4 separate regions of the Mus musculus genome follow, and regions 1, 2 and 4 are each linked to region 3. Evidence: chromatin contacts called from public HiChIP or PLAC-seq and promoter capture Hi-C data. All regions are on one chromosome and are shown on one strand. Each heading gives the region's core, a stretch centred on a gene start, on an enhancer-like site or on the middle of the called end of the contact. The rest is flanking DNA. Distances are from core to core; before and after follow the strand shown. Region 1 overlaps Palm (paralemmin). Region 2 holds the start of Ndufs7 (NADH:ubiquinone oxidoreductase core subunit S7). Region 3 holds the start of Gpx4 (glutathione peroxidase 4). Region 4 holds the start of Pwwp3a (PWWP domain containing 3A, DNA repair factor).

Region 1 (2,942 bases), core at 24-2,523, 250 kb after region 3:
TCCAGTAGCTTTAAGGGGTGCGGGGAGAGGGCGTTTTACTCCTATTTTGGTTTTGGCGTGCCCACACATCTCCCTAGAAAGGGTCCGGACAAGGCAATGAAGGTTAAGAGGGAAGAAATATGCAAATCATTAAGCCCAAATCATATCTACAGGCGCAGCCTGTGATTTCAGCAATAGACACACTGAGGCAGGAGGATAGTGAGTTCAAAGCCAGCCTGAAAAACTTGGTGTGACCCGGTATCAAAATACAGAGTGAAAAGAGACTTTGGGGCTGAGGTAGAGATGGTGGGAGTTGCTCCAAACATGTAAGAGGCCCAGGTCATCCCCGCATTCAGGAGGATGGGGTTCCGGGAGTCAGTTCAAGGTCATCCCTAGTTACACAGAGAGCTGGGAAGCAGCCTGGGCTATGTGGGACTCTTATCTCCAAAAATAAAAATAAAAATAAGCAGGGACATAGTGGCAAAAGCCTTTAATCCCAGCACCCCAGAGGCAGGCAAATCTCTGAGTTCGAGACCAGCTTGGTCTACAGAGCAAGTTCTGGGAAAGAGAAACAATGTCTCAAAAAACAAACCAAACCAAAACAAAAAAGGTTTTATTTTATATGTGTGTGTGTGTGCAAATAGAGCGGGGCACAGTGGCGGATGTCTACCATCCCTGTGCTTGGGAGGCTAAGCAAGGGAACTTTCAGTAAGCTTGAGGCCAGCCTGGGCTACACACACCCTGCGAGAAACCCCCGTGGGATGACCTTTGGATTGGGGTAGGGGCTGGGAAACACCAAATAGAGGCCATATCTACAAAGGTCTTGTATAAGCATGGAGAAGCTGACATTTAGTTTTAGTGAGACAGATGGCGTGCTGCCAGCTGTGTGTCCCCAGCCAGGTGACTTGTGGTCTCTGCTGAGCCTGTCCTGGTGCCTCTGGAGATGGAGACAGTGGGCACCAGCTCGGAGCACCCCATGCCCATTCAGCCTGCCACTCAAGGAGTCGCACCTTCTGGGGATTATTTTCGGGCACCCAGTGGGGGATCTGGGCTCCTTTGCTGCTTTGTGTGGGCGGTTGAGGACCAGGGAGGGCCTCATCTCCCAGCTCCTGAGATAATTCAGCTCCAGATGAGATAATGGGAAGCCAGTGACAGCCCAGCCCAAGCCTTGGCTTCCAGTTTTGTTTTTGCAAGGCCCAGAGAGGTTATGCAACAGGCCCAAGGTCACCCAGCGGCCAGGGCGGCTCAGGCAGGGATGGGGTGGGGGAGGGGCACAGGGGGTGTTGACCATGCTTCTCCTTCCACAGCCTGGGCAGCTCCAGTGTCCGGCAGGGCAGCAATGAGAGGGATCAAGCTGGTCAGGCATGGAGCCCAGTGCCCAGAACATTCCTGAAGCTAAATGAAAGGAAAGCGCTGATGGTAACCTTGGCCGGGAGGGGAGGGGGCGGTGATGAGTGGGGACTGACAGGGCAGCCCTTCCCCCACTGAAGCCTCCAGTGTGGGGTTGCCCAATCCACCTGTCTGGCACCCCCTCCCCTCGGAGCACCCCGTGTCTCCTGGGCTCTTACTATTTGACACATTTAGAAACACGCAAACCACCACCACCACCACCCCAGGCTCTAAACCCTAACCTAACCCTATCCCTTAGGCTGGCTTTCCCTTCTTTTCATCAGCTCCAGCCTTTCCATCCCCCAAGATAAGCTGGGCACAGCCTCTTCCCCCAGGGAGCTCTGCAGGGAGTCTCCTCAGGCTGGAGGGGAGACTCAGTCATCTCCCAGCAGGGCAGGCCCATGCCAGGGGAATGGAGACTTTGGCCACTAACCTGTGGTTGGATGAGAAGCTGGACCCTGCCCTGGATCCTCACAGGTGAAATGAAAACTCAGGCATATTCTAATGCAGAGATCAGTTTCCACAGACACGTCGTTCCCCCCCCCCCCCAACACTTCCAGGAGCGATCCTCAAACATCTGGAGCCTGCTGTGTCCCCTGAACCTTGGTGCTTGCCATTCTGCCTCCCCCAGATCTCACCCAGGCCACCCCTGACCATCTTAATTCTCAGCTCAAACACTCCTTAGCCCTAACCTCCATGACTCATGACACTTCATCATTTTTTGTGTCCCATAAGAACAAAAAGAGCAGGCTGGCAAAATGGCTCAGCGGGTAAGAGCACTGACTGCTCTTCTGAAGGTCCTGAGTTCAAATCCCAGCAACTACATGGTGGCTCACAACCAACCGTAATGAGATCTGACGCCCTTTTCTGACGTGTCTGAAGACAGCTACAATGTATAATAATAAATAAATCTTTGGGCTGGAGCGAACGGAGTTGACTGGAGTGAGGAGTGAGCAGGGGTCCTAAAAATTCAATTCCCAACAACCACATGAAGGTTCACAACCATCTGTTCAGCTACAGTGTACTCACATACATAAAATAAATAAATCTTAAAAAAAAAAAAAGAACAAAAAGCGCAAAGCTTCAGCATATGTCACGGCACGGAGTGACGGAACGACAGGAGCGGCCGCACCCCTGCACAGTGTGGGGCTCCATCCGGAGACTGGAAGCTGAAGACCTAGGGTGGAGTGACTGCTGCCGGTGGGAGCTTCATTTTGGGGTAGTGGGGTGTTGTGGCGCGGTGGGTCTCAACCTTCCTGCTACTGCAACACTTTCATACGGTCCCGCATGTTGGGTGGGGGTTGGGTGACCCCAATCATAAACTTATTTCATAGTTACTTCATAACTGTAATTTCAGTACTGTTAGGAATGTGGGCATCTGCGTTTTCCCATGGTCTTAGGTGACTCCTGTGAGAGGCTTGTGGGGCTGTGACCCGTGGGTGGAGAACCACCGCTGGAGAGCAGATACGTTATGGTCAAATACGTTGCATCAATATGTAGGTTAATGTCCCTTTACAGGAAATGGAAAGGGACCAACTTAACACAAAATGCAGTTGATTCAGGTATACACAGAA
Region 2 (2,700 bases), core at 83-2,582, 200 kb before region 3:
GCCCAGGCTAGGCTCATCCTGCCTCAGCGTCCCAAGGGATGGGATCACAGCTGTACAGTACAATGCCTTACAGCAAACATCCTCCTTGTTGTCTCTAAGGTGTTAGTTTCTCCTTCAAATAGGACCACAGTAAGGTCTATTAACTGTCACCAGCAAGATCACAGCTGAGCCTGAGTGAATTCAGGCGCCAGCAGTCAACACCACGAATCACCAAGCCCTCCACTCTTCAAGGGGGCTACATCACAGCTGGGCTGGGTACAGTGGTGGGGTCTGTAACCCCAGCAATGAGAGACTGTAGCAGGAACATGAGTTTGATATGACTCTAGGCCACACAGGAAGACCCTATCTTTAAAAGAAAAAATAATGTTGGGTATAGTAGTAAGTCTGTCATCCTAGTATTTGGGGTCAGAGCCTGGAGGATCAGGAGTTCAAAGTCAGCCTCTTATACATGAGATCCTGTCTCCAAAGCAGGCATTTGGGGCTGGAGTTGTGTTGGCAGAGTCCCTGCCTGGCATGCACCAAGCTCTTAGTTCCATCCCTGGTGCTGTATAAATGGGCTTGACTGTGCACACCTGCCATCCCAGCATTAGCAGTGAAGGCATTCGGATGAAGCCTTCAAGATCACCCACAGTATAGAGTTTGAGCTAGGACCCATCAGACACTGTCTCAAAGCAACAACAAAACACAGAAGGAGTTAGACCCGACTTCCTGAGTTCTCCCACTCCTTATGTTAACACTGCAACCTGCTAGGCGATGGGAGGTTCCACTTAGCAACTGTCGCTCACGTCTACCAAACTGCACAGGTGTTTAATCCCTGTACATAAAGAGAAAGACACCAAAGCTTTGGCAGGGAAACTAAGACATCTGCTCTAGAGGCCCTTGCTAGCTGTCCAGGTTGGGGATGAGATGGAAAGAGCCACCGGGTGGGTGGCCTAAGTGTCCTGGGCCTCTCCCCTGTCCCACTCTGTGCTTCGGGGACATCAGCCGGGTTTCTGCAGTCAGCTTCCTGAGGTTGGAAGATACACAGGCCTCAGCGTTCCCGACTATAATCAGGGACGATAGCAGGAGGCCTGCAACTTGCTATGTAGACCATGCAGAACTGTGTAACGTGAATTCAAACATGCTTCGGCCTAATGCTAGACACCGACATTACCGAGGGCTGGGATCTGACCTATAGGTCTCTACGGTCCCAACGCCTCTCAACACTAGGCTTGGGCTCCAAGGTCCCCGCAGCGCCAGCTCGGAGCCCAGGACTACGCCACTCTCCCGACCGCAAGGGCTTCACTCACCCGCCAGCGCCGCCATCTTGGCCTCGGCCTTCAGACAACCTCTGCGGTCCGTCCTCCAAAGAGTTCCGGTTCTAGTCCAACGCCCAAATAGACACCAGCGGAAACCCGCACCACAAGCCGAGTGGTTCTGACCCGCTTTATACCTGTGGTCGCGTCCGCGCAGAGTGCGCCACGGTCGTCCTGTGACAAACAGGAAACAGCGACAAAATAAAGAACTTCCACTTTATTCAGTATTAGGGAATGAAAAAGTCGCTGTGGTCGTCCCTGGGTGGGCTCGAACCACCAACCTTTCGGTTAACAGCCGAACGCGCTAACCGATTGCGCCACAGAGACGACATTAGTCAGCTGCTTATAGTATAACCCTACAAGGTTTGACAGACAAATTGTGAAGTGCGCTTGCGCGCTAAAGCAATGGCACGGGGCGGAGGGAGGGTGTTACCGACAAACAGCGCGTCGCCGAAATAGCTCAGTTGGGAGAGCGTTAGACTGAAGATCTAAAGGTCCCTGGTTCGATCCCGGGTTTCGGCAAGTGTTTTTAACTCATTGATGAACCTGTCTTCCGTTTTTGAGATTTTTGATTCGTTTTGAACCACAGTCTTGAATTAGTCCAATCCAATGTTGAACTTTTACGTTCTATTTACATATTAGCAATCAGTCCTGCATTCTTCCAATTAATAGGTCTAAAGCCATTACTGACTATGAAATGTAAAAGTATCGGGGTGAATTGTTTACACACCTGTCAGACTAGCACCCCAGAGAAGCAGGAGGATGTGTACGAGGACAAGTTCTTCCTCTCAAAAAGCCAAAATTATTATTGTTGTTGGTAATGATGTTGTTAAGTAACTTTTTTTTTTTTTTCTTTTTTGGTTTTTCGAGACAGGGTTTCTCTGTATAGTCCTGGCTGTCCTGGAACTCACTCTGTAAACCAGGCTGGCCTTGAACTCAGAAATTCACCTGCCTCTGCCTCCCAAAGGTAACATTTTTTTAAAATGGCTCAGCAGAGCATTGGTTCCTCTTTCAAAAGAATGGGAATTCAATTCCCAGCATCCCATAACCTTCTAAAACTCCAATTCATGGGTCTCTGATGGCTCTTTTGATCTCTCCAGGCACCAGGCATGCATGCAGTCAAAACACCCACACATAAAATAATAAAGTAAAATGAATAAATGTAGGTGGTTAGTGAGCACTCTCTCCTATCACGCAGAAGACCCTGGTTCCACCTCGGCACCACATAAACAAGGCATGTGTGGCGTGCCTGTCATTCCAGCCCTGGGGAGGTTGAGGCAGGAGAGTTAGGAGTCCTTGGCTAGACAGCAAACTCAAGGCCAACCATGATAATGAGAATGATAAAGGTCTGAACTGGTTCAGTGGATAAAAGCAGTTGACTGCTGCTAGACCTGAGTTAGATCTC
Region 3 (3,056 bases), core at 144-2,643:
CAACATTTACTTGGAAGATACACTACACTGTACACTGAGACACACACACACACTGACACAGCCCCCCACCCCCACCCCGTATGAGGGGCATTGCCTGGGGAACAGCCACACACCTGCCTCCCAAACTGGTTGCAGGGGAAGGCCAGGATTCGTAAACCACACTCAGCATATCGGGCATGCAGATCGACTAGCTGAGTGTAGTTTACGTCAGTTTTGCCTCATTGCGAGGCCACGTTGGTGACGATGCACACGAAACCCCTGGGAGAGAGAAAGAGTGGGAATGAAGCCAGTCAGGAAATCCCCATTTTCAGACCAGCCATGCACACCGCCCATATGACTAGAAACCCACCTGTACTTATCCAGGCAGACCATGTGCCCGTCGATGTCCTTGGCTGAGAATTCGTGCATGGAGCGCGCACAGCGCCAATCATCGCGGGATGCACACTGTAAAACAGGAAAACTGAGTGTCCTAACCCAGGTCCCCTAGGGGAGAAGAATCCGGTGCCAAAGAAAGAAAGTCCTGGGGCACTAGGTGGAGGAGTCTCAAGGTTCCTTCCATTAAGTACGCCCCTTTCAGGTCGTCCTGATAAGATCTGTGGACACCCCTAGAATATGCTACCAGGGAAGAGGACGGCAGGGGTATCCCTGGCCGCACACCAAGCCCAGGAACTCGGAGCTGTTGCAGTACTGGGGAGGCTCTTGCAGCAGAGGCCCCGGGTTGAAAGGTTCAGGAATGGGCTCCATCCGGCGAGGGCGCGCCCTCCTGCGGCGGCGCGCGCGCGCTTTCCTTCGCCGAGGGCCCGGGCGTTTCCTAGGACTTTGGCGTCCAGGTCCACGGCGTCGCCGGCCTCTCGGGGATCCGCCGCGCTGTCTGCAGCGTCCCCGCTTGCGGGCGGCCGCGCGGCCCATGCCCGCCGGTCTGTGCGTCCCAAGCACAGCGCGGGGACAAAGAGCCGGTAGCCAAGGCGCCGCCGACTGTGACGCACCAGGCCGGGCAGGGCGCGTGACCAGGTCAGAGCCCGCTATGGTGACCCCGACACCGGTTCTCACCGCCCAAGGACCTCCCGCGCCGAGGCCTAGCCTTGTTCAACCCCGGAGATGCCTATCAGGCTCCGCTTTCCCACCTGGGTGCCCCCTTCTCTAGCTAACCGATCCCACGACCCCTGATCTCCACCCTGGATACGGTGACCCGACTCCGAACCCCGCCCCCACCCGCGATCCTCCAAGTTCCCAGTAGCCCACCATGGTGCCTGCCAGACCAGGCGCAGCCAGAGCCCCGCACAGCAGTGCTGGCTTAAGTAAGCGGCTCAGACGGCCCCAGCTCATCTCGGCGGCCGGAGCCAGCGGCTCCTCCCCTCACGCAGCCGACCAATGGACGCGCGAGGCCGAGTATGGCTTGCCCGCCCTCGGGCACGCCCACTGACGTCTCTTATTGGTCAGATGCGCCTGCGCTAAGACGCGAGGCCCCTGCAGCCAATGGGAAGCCTGAATGAAGGGACGGCTTGGGCGGGGCTGGGCTTACGAGTTTGTTGTTATCAGCAACTGCGCATGCCCAGTGATAGGGACGCGGGAGAAACGGGAGCCGCGTTCTCGCGGACGACGCGTTGGAGGGCTGTGGACAGTTATCCGCGAGGTTGCCTGCAGCGGAGCAGGGTGCCAGGGCGCTTTGGGGAACCTCTGGGAATAGAAAGCGTGTCAAAGTCATCCCCTTAAAGAGCCCCTTTGAAAGTACAGGAGTCTCCTTTTTCTACTGGAAACAGAATCTCATGTAACCCAGGCTAGCCTTGGACTGTTTATATAGCAGAGGATGACCTTGAACCCCTGGACCGCCAGCCTCAGCCTACTGAGTGCTGGGATCTCGGTGTCGGCCAATCCCCACATCCCTTCCATTTCTATTTTCTTTATCAGAGGTTGCCTCCTGTAGCTCAGGCTAACCTAAACTATGGAATGGCAAAAGTGTGCTGCCATGAGGTGTAGGGATGGAACCCAGAACCTGCAGCATGCAAGTGAGGGCTCTCAACCCATTGAGTCCCGAACCCCAGATGTAGCTTCTCCCCCCCCCCTCGACCCCCAATTTTACAGTTCAGCCGGTCTTAGAACTCAGCAATCCTGCCTTAGACTCCTAGGTACTAGGGTGATAGATAGGTCAATGACACCAGGCCCTATCTTGTCACCTGTAGATATTGATTCCTGTGAAGTTGATTTGAGGGGGTGATAAGAGGGCTTGGTGAGAAAGCCATTGCCATGAAAACACAGGACTATGTCCCAATCGAAGCACCCACGCAATCTGGTGCACAAGGATGCTCTTGTAATTCCAGAACCTGCGATTCCGAGGCTGGAGCATCCCTGCAGCTAAGTCAGGTCACCCAAGTACTCGTGGTCAGAGAGAGAACCTGCCTCAAAACCAAGATGGAGATGGGCCTAGTGGTCACACTCTTAGCCCCAGCCCTTGGAGCCTAGAGGGCAGCCTGGTCTGGTAAGCAAGTTCCAGGTCAGCCAAGGCTACAGTGAACCCTGTGTCAGGAAAGCAAGGTGGCAAGAGACATATAAATAGTTACTATTGTCCTCAGAGGTCCCTGCCTACATCAAAGAAGCCACAGGTCTTAGGGGCCTAAGTGAGAAGCTGAAGGCCCAACAGTTCCTCCTGCAACTTCACCTATGGCCTTGTCCAGCCCCCACAGCTCTCAGCCCAGCACTGGGCCCTTTGCCCTCCCCGTGTCACAGGAGTGACTCAGGACATTCCTCAGCTCAGCTGCCTGTCCACGCCCTCGCCTGGACTCTAATCCCTTCAATCCTCTTTTTCTGAACCCTGGAGTAAGCCATCCGCGAGACAGGAGCCCTCCCGGGGATCTGGGTCCAAGGGAGCTCACGCCCCACGGGCAGACACCCCCCCCCCCAAGGTTAAGATGATCTGGGGTGTCAGATACATTCTTGCCCAATCCTGTCCTGTAAGTTCTCAGTTGCCCTGAGGGCCCCCCCCCCCCCCCCGCCTCAGGAAGTCAGCTGTTTCCTCCCAGCCCCCAAGCTGGGGTGACACTGAGAGTCACTGAAGACCT
Region 4 (2,700 bases), core at 70-2,569, 170 kb before region 3:
GGGAAGGGGGACCAAAGCAGCAGGAAGGACGGCAGGAACAAGGGAACTACCAGCAGAAACAAGGGTTTATGTAGTAGAAGGGATCGTAGAAGCAGGAAAGGTTTTCCAGAGGGATTACAGGCAGCAGAGTTGGGGGAACAGGGTTCCCAGCAAGGATGGGAGTTCATTAAAGCAGGGTGGGGTTTCAGGAGATAACAAGGGCTCTGCAGCGTTATGGGAACTCAGACAACAAAAGATGAGGCTCAGGTAACAAGGACTGGGGTTTGGGCAGCAAATATGTCCATAGCAAAGAAAGAGGTTCAGGTAGGAGTCAGGTAAAAGAGGTGGGGTTTGCAGTAGGGAAACAAAGATGGGGTTCACAGAGGAACTGAGATTCAAGCTGCAGAAACTTGAGTTCAGCAGGAAATATAGGGTTTACAGCAATGAATGGGAGGTCAGGCTAGAGGGAGTTTGGGCGCGGAGACTGCGATTCTGACATGAAACTCAGAGTTCACAACAGGGATAAGGTTCGAGCAGCAAATTGGGGGCTTAGACTGCAGAGAGGGGGTCAAAGGGAAGAAATAAGGCAAGAAATCCAGAATTTTCAGCAAGGACATAAATTCAGGCTGCTGAGACAGGGTACCAAGCAGTAAATTCACGATTCAGGCGGCACGGGGTGTGTGTGTGTATGTGTGTAATGTTGGGTTGATACTGCAGAGGTCGAGGTATCCGGTCAATAAGGGGCCTCCAGCAGGAAACTCGGGGTCTTAGCAAGGACACGGGTTCAGGCTGCAAAAAAGGGGTATAAGGTAGGAAACTCGGGGCTCAGGTTGCAGAAGAGAGATATAAGGCCGGAAATACGGGGTTCAGGCTGCAGAAGATAGGGATCAGGCCGGAAATACGAGGCTCTCGGCAGGGATGGGGCTCAGGCTGCAGAGAAGGGGACTTAGGTCAGAAACACAGGGTTTGCACCAGGAAACGAGGTTCTCAGCCCCCCAGGGGCCTCGGCCGCACGTGGGCCCTGCGCAGAACCGGACGCGGCCCAGCTGGTCCAGCCCAGCCGCCGCCCTTCCCCAGGCTCTCCGCCTGCACCCCGCCCGGCCCTCCCCAGGCCGCAGCGGGCTCACCCACCCAGCCCGCCTGACGCGGCGTCCGAGCCTGAGCGACCAGGCCGCGGCGGTCCCAACGGCGGAAGCCCGCCCGCCAACCGCCGCCGCAAGCCCGCGCGCTCACCGCCTCCGCCGCCGCGCAGATCCCCGCGGGCTAGGGGCGGGGCCTGCCTCACAGCGGCGCCGAGTCCCGCCCGCGCCGCCGCCCAATGGGAACTGCGTACCTGCGCCTCGACCCCGCCCCCCAAGAGCGCGCCACCTCCTGCGGGCCACGCCTCAGCCCATCGGTCACGCCCTCCACCGCCTTCCCTCCTGCCCAACTTGTGGAGTGCGCGGCGAGGGCTCCCCCTGGGCCCGAGGCAGGGTAGACCGGGAGGCCCGCTCCAAGTCCCACCCCCCGCTGCTGGCCAATAAGAAGATGGAGCTCACATCATGGCCCCTCCCACAGACGGCGGCGGCCTCCCTAGACCACGCCTCAGCCCGTAGTCCACGCCCCAGTTTTCCTACATCCTGCAATGGTTCCTGAGACGGAAAGTGGGCCCTTTTTCCAGACAGATTTCCGCCTGCGAGCAGCTATGCGAAGACAGAGGGGGGTTGGGAAGGCGAAGGCCTCACGAGCTCCTCACAGACTTCTAGTACCTTCCAGCTTCCGAAGTAACCCGATTCCCACCCCAGAAGGAAGTTATCCCACCTATGTGGGAAAAAAAAAAAGCCATCCAGTGAGGATGCCCAAGTCCTGAAGTGGAAAATAGAATGTGAGATGGCCTCATACCTAGGTCCCCAAGCATAGTCAGCGACTGGGAGGGAGGGGGGCTGCATCCAGGACCTGTATCCATGGACTTTTCTAGAACTGGAAGTTTCCAGTTTGGCTGCCGACAAATGTTTTTGTTTTTGTTTTTTTGAGACAGGATCTTTCTGTATAGCTGTGGCTGTCCTGGTACTCACTTTGTAGAGACCAGGCTGGCCTCAAACTCTACCTGCCTCTGCCTGCCAAATGCTGGGATTAAAGGCGTGTGCCACCACTGCAGGTGAGGTTCACACTCAAATTCTTAACTAAGGCAGTTAGGCTGCTCACCTGAGCAATGTCACTGACCTGGTCTCTCATGACTGTTTTTCCTTTTTAAAATGGTTTACTTATTCCCATTTCATGCGCATTGGCGTTTGCCTGCATGCATGTCTGTGTGAAGCCATCAGATCTTGGAGTACTACAGGAAGTTGTGAGGGGCCACGTGGGTGCTGGGATTTGAACCTCCATCCTCTGGAAGAGCCATCTCTCCAACCTAAGTGTTTTTCTACTGTGCTTATTACAGATGGAGAACAAGTGTTGTTGTTGGCCACAGAGGTGAGATGACGGGCCTGCACCCTGGGTGTCATTAGGATGGTGGCTTGTGCCACAAGTGACATGGGGTCAGGAATCCCAGGCCCAGAAGCTTAGATGGCAGTACTAGGGTCTCCTGACAGCACTGGCCAAAGTGGGCAGTGTGTGTGTGTTCTAGGCCACTGATTCTCAGGTAATTCTCTTGAAGTGAGGATTGTCACATTGTCACCACCAAGCATTACTGGTCTGCATAAGCTTGGAGGTTATGCGTGGTGGAGGGGATGTGGGTGAGTG

What was found. Promoter capture Hi-C pulls out the DNA fragments that hold promoters and counts their contacts. HiChIP or PLAC-seq counts read pairs in DNA pulled down with a chosen protein or histone mark. Capture Hi-C pulls out chosen DNA fragments and counts their contacts.
Region 1: a contact with region 3 is called in a promoter capture Hi-C map of pre-B cells, with 2.5 times the contacts expected there. The contact joins the enhancer-like site here to the promoter of Gpx4 in region 3. A contact is called at or near these places in 5 of 39 promoter capture datasets (cranial neural crest, embryonic stem cells, frontonasal cranial neural crest and 2 more), 2 of 115 datasets of contacts at active chromatin or transcription factors (extraembryonic endoderm stem cells and pancreatic cancer cells) and 3 of 9 other capture datasets (adipose tissue, liver and pancreatic islet).
Region 2: a contact with region 3 is called in a FOXA1 HiChIP or PLAC-seq map of pancreatic cancer cells. The contact joins the promoter of Ndufs7 here to the promoter of Gpx4 in region 3. A contact is called at or near these places in 11 of 39 promoter capture datasets (the 3T3-L1 cell line, cranial neural crest, embryonic stem cells and 5 more), 11 of 484 Hi-C or Micro-C datasets (the C10 cell line, the C2C12 cell line, CD4 T cells and 8 more), 4 of 115 datasets of contacts at active chromatin or transcription factors (embryonic limb bud, embryonic stem cells and pancreatic cancer cells) and 3 of 9 other capture datasets (adipose tissue, liver and pancreatic islet).
Region 4: a promoter capture Hi-C map of liver shows a contact between it and region 3. The contact joins the promoter of Pwwp3a here to the promoter of Gpx4 in region 3. A contact is called at or near these places in 2 of 39 promoter capture datasets (both in liver), 2 of 484 Hi-C or Micro-C datasets (embryonic stem cells and muscle stem cells), 2 of 115 datasets of contacts at active chromatin or transcription factors (embryonic stem cells and pancreatic cancer cells) and 3 of 9 other capture datasets (adipose tissue, liver and pancreatic islet).

The regions. Positions count from the first base shown.
Region 1 is chr10:79,800,827-79,803,768 of GRCm38.p6, reverse strand. All of the region lies in intron 1 of Palm (paralemmin), which reads right to left. It overlaps Gm40713 (a long non-coding RNA gene), which reads left to right. Exons shown (of 4, transcript XR_871867.3): 2 at 1,287-1,845. Among named protein-coding and RNA genes, the nearest start is that of Gm40713, 4.7 kb to the left of the region's middle. Within about 2 kb of position 1,273, at least 100 of the 459 cell types and tissues checked have an H3K27ac peak or open chromatin away from gene starts, as enhancers often do. A contact at or near this core is called in adipose tissue and liver, where this site is marked.
Region 2 is chr10:80,248,081-80,250,780 of GRCm38.p6, reverse strand. Ndufs7 (NADH:ubiquinone oxidoreductase core subunit S7) reads right to left here and starts at 1,332. Exons shown (of 8, transcript NM_029272.4): 1 at 1,290-1,332. The coding sequence starts at 1,305. n-TFgaa3 (a tRNA gene) reads left to right here and starts at 1,745; the gene lies at 1,745-1,817. n-TNgtt7 (a tRNA gene) reads right to left here and starts at 1,622; the gene lies at 1,549-1,622.
Region 3 is chr10:80,051,902-80,054,957 of GRCm38.p6, reverse strand. It overlaps Gpx4 (glutathione peroxidase 4), which reads right to left and starts at 1,393. Exons shown (of 7, transcript NM_008162.4): 1 at 1,243-1,393; 2 at 350-444; 3 at 114-258. The coding sequence starts at 1,326.
Region 4 is chr10:80,225,217-80,227,916 of GRCm38.p6, reverse strand. Pwwp3a (PWWP domain containing 3A, DNA repair factor) reads right to left here and starts at 1,319. Exons shown (of 14, transcript NM_023431.5): 1 at 1,213-1,319.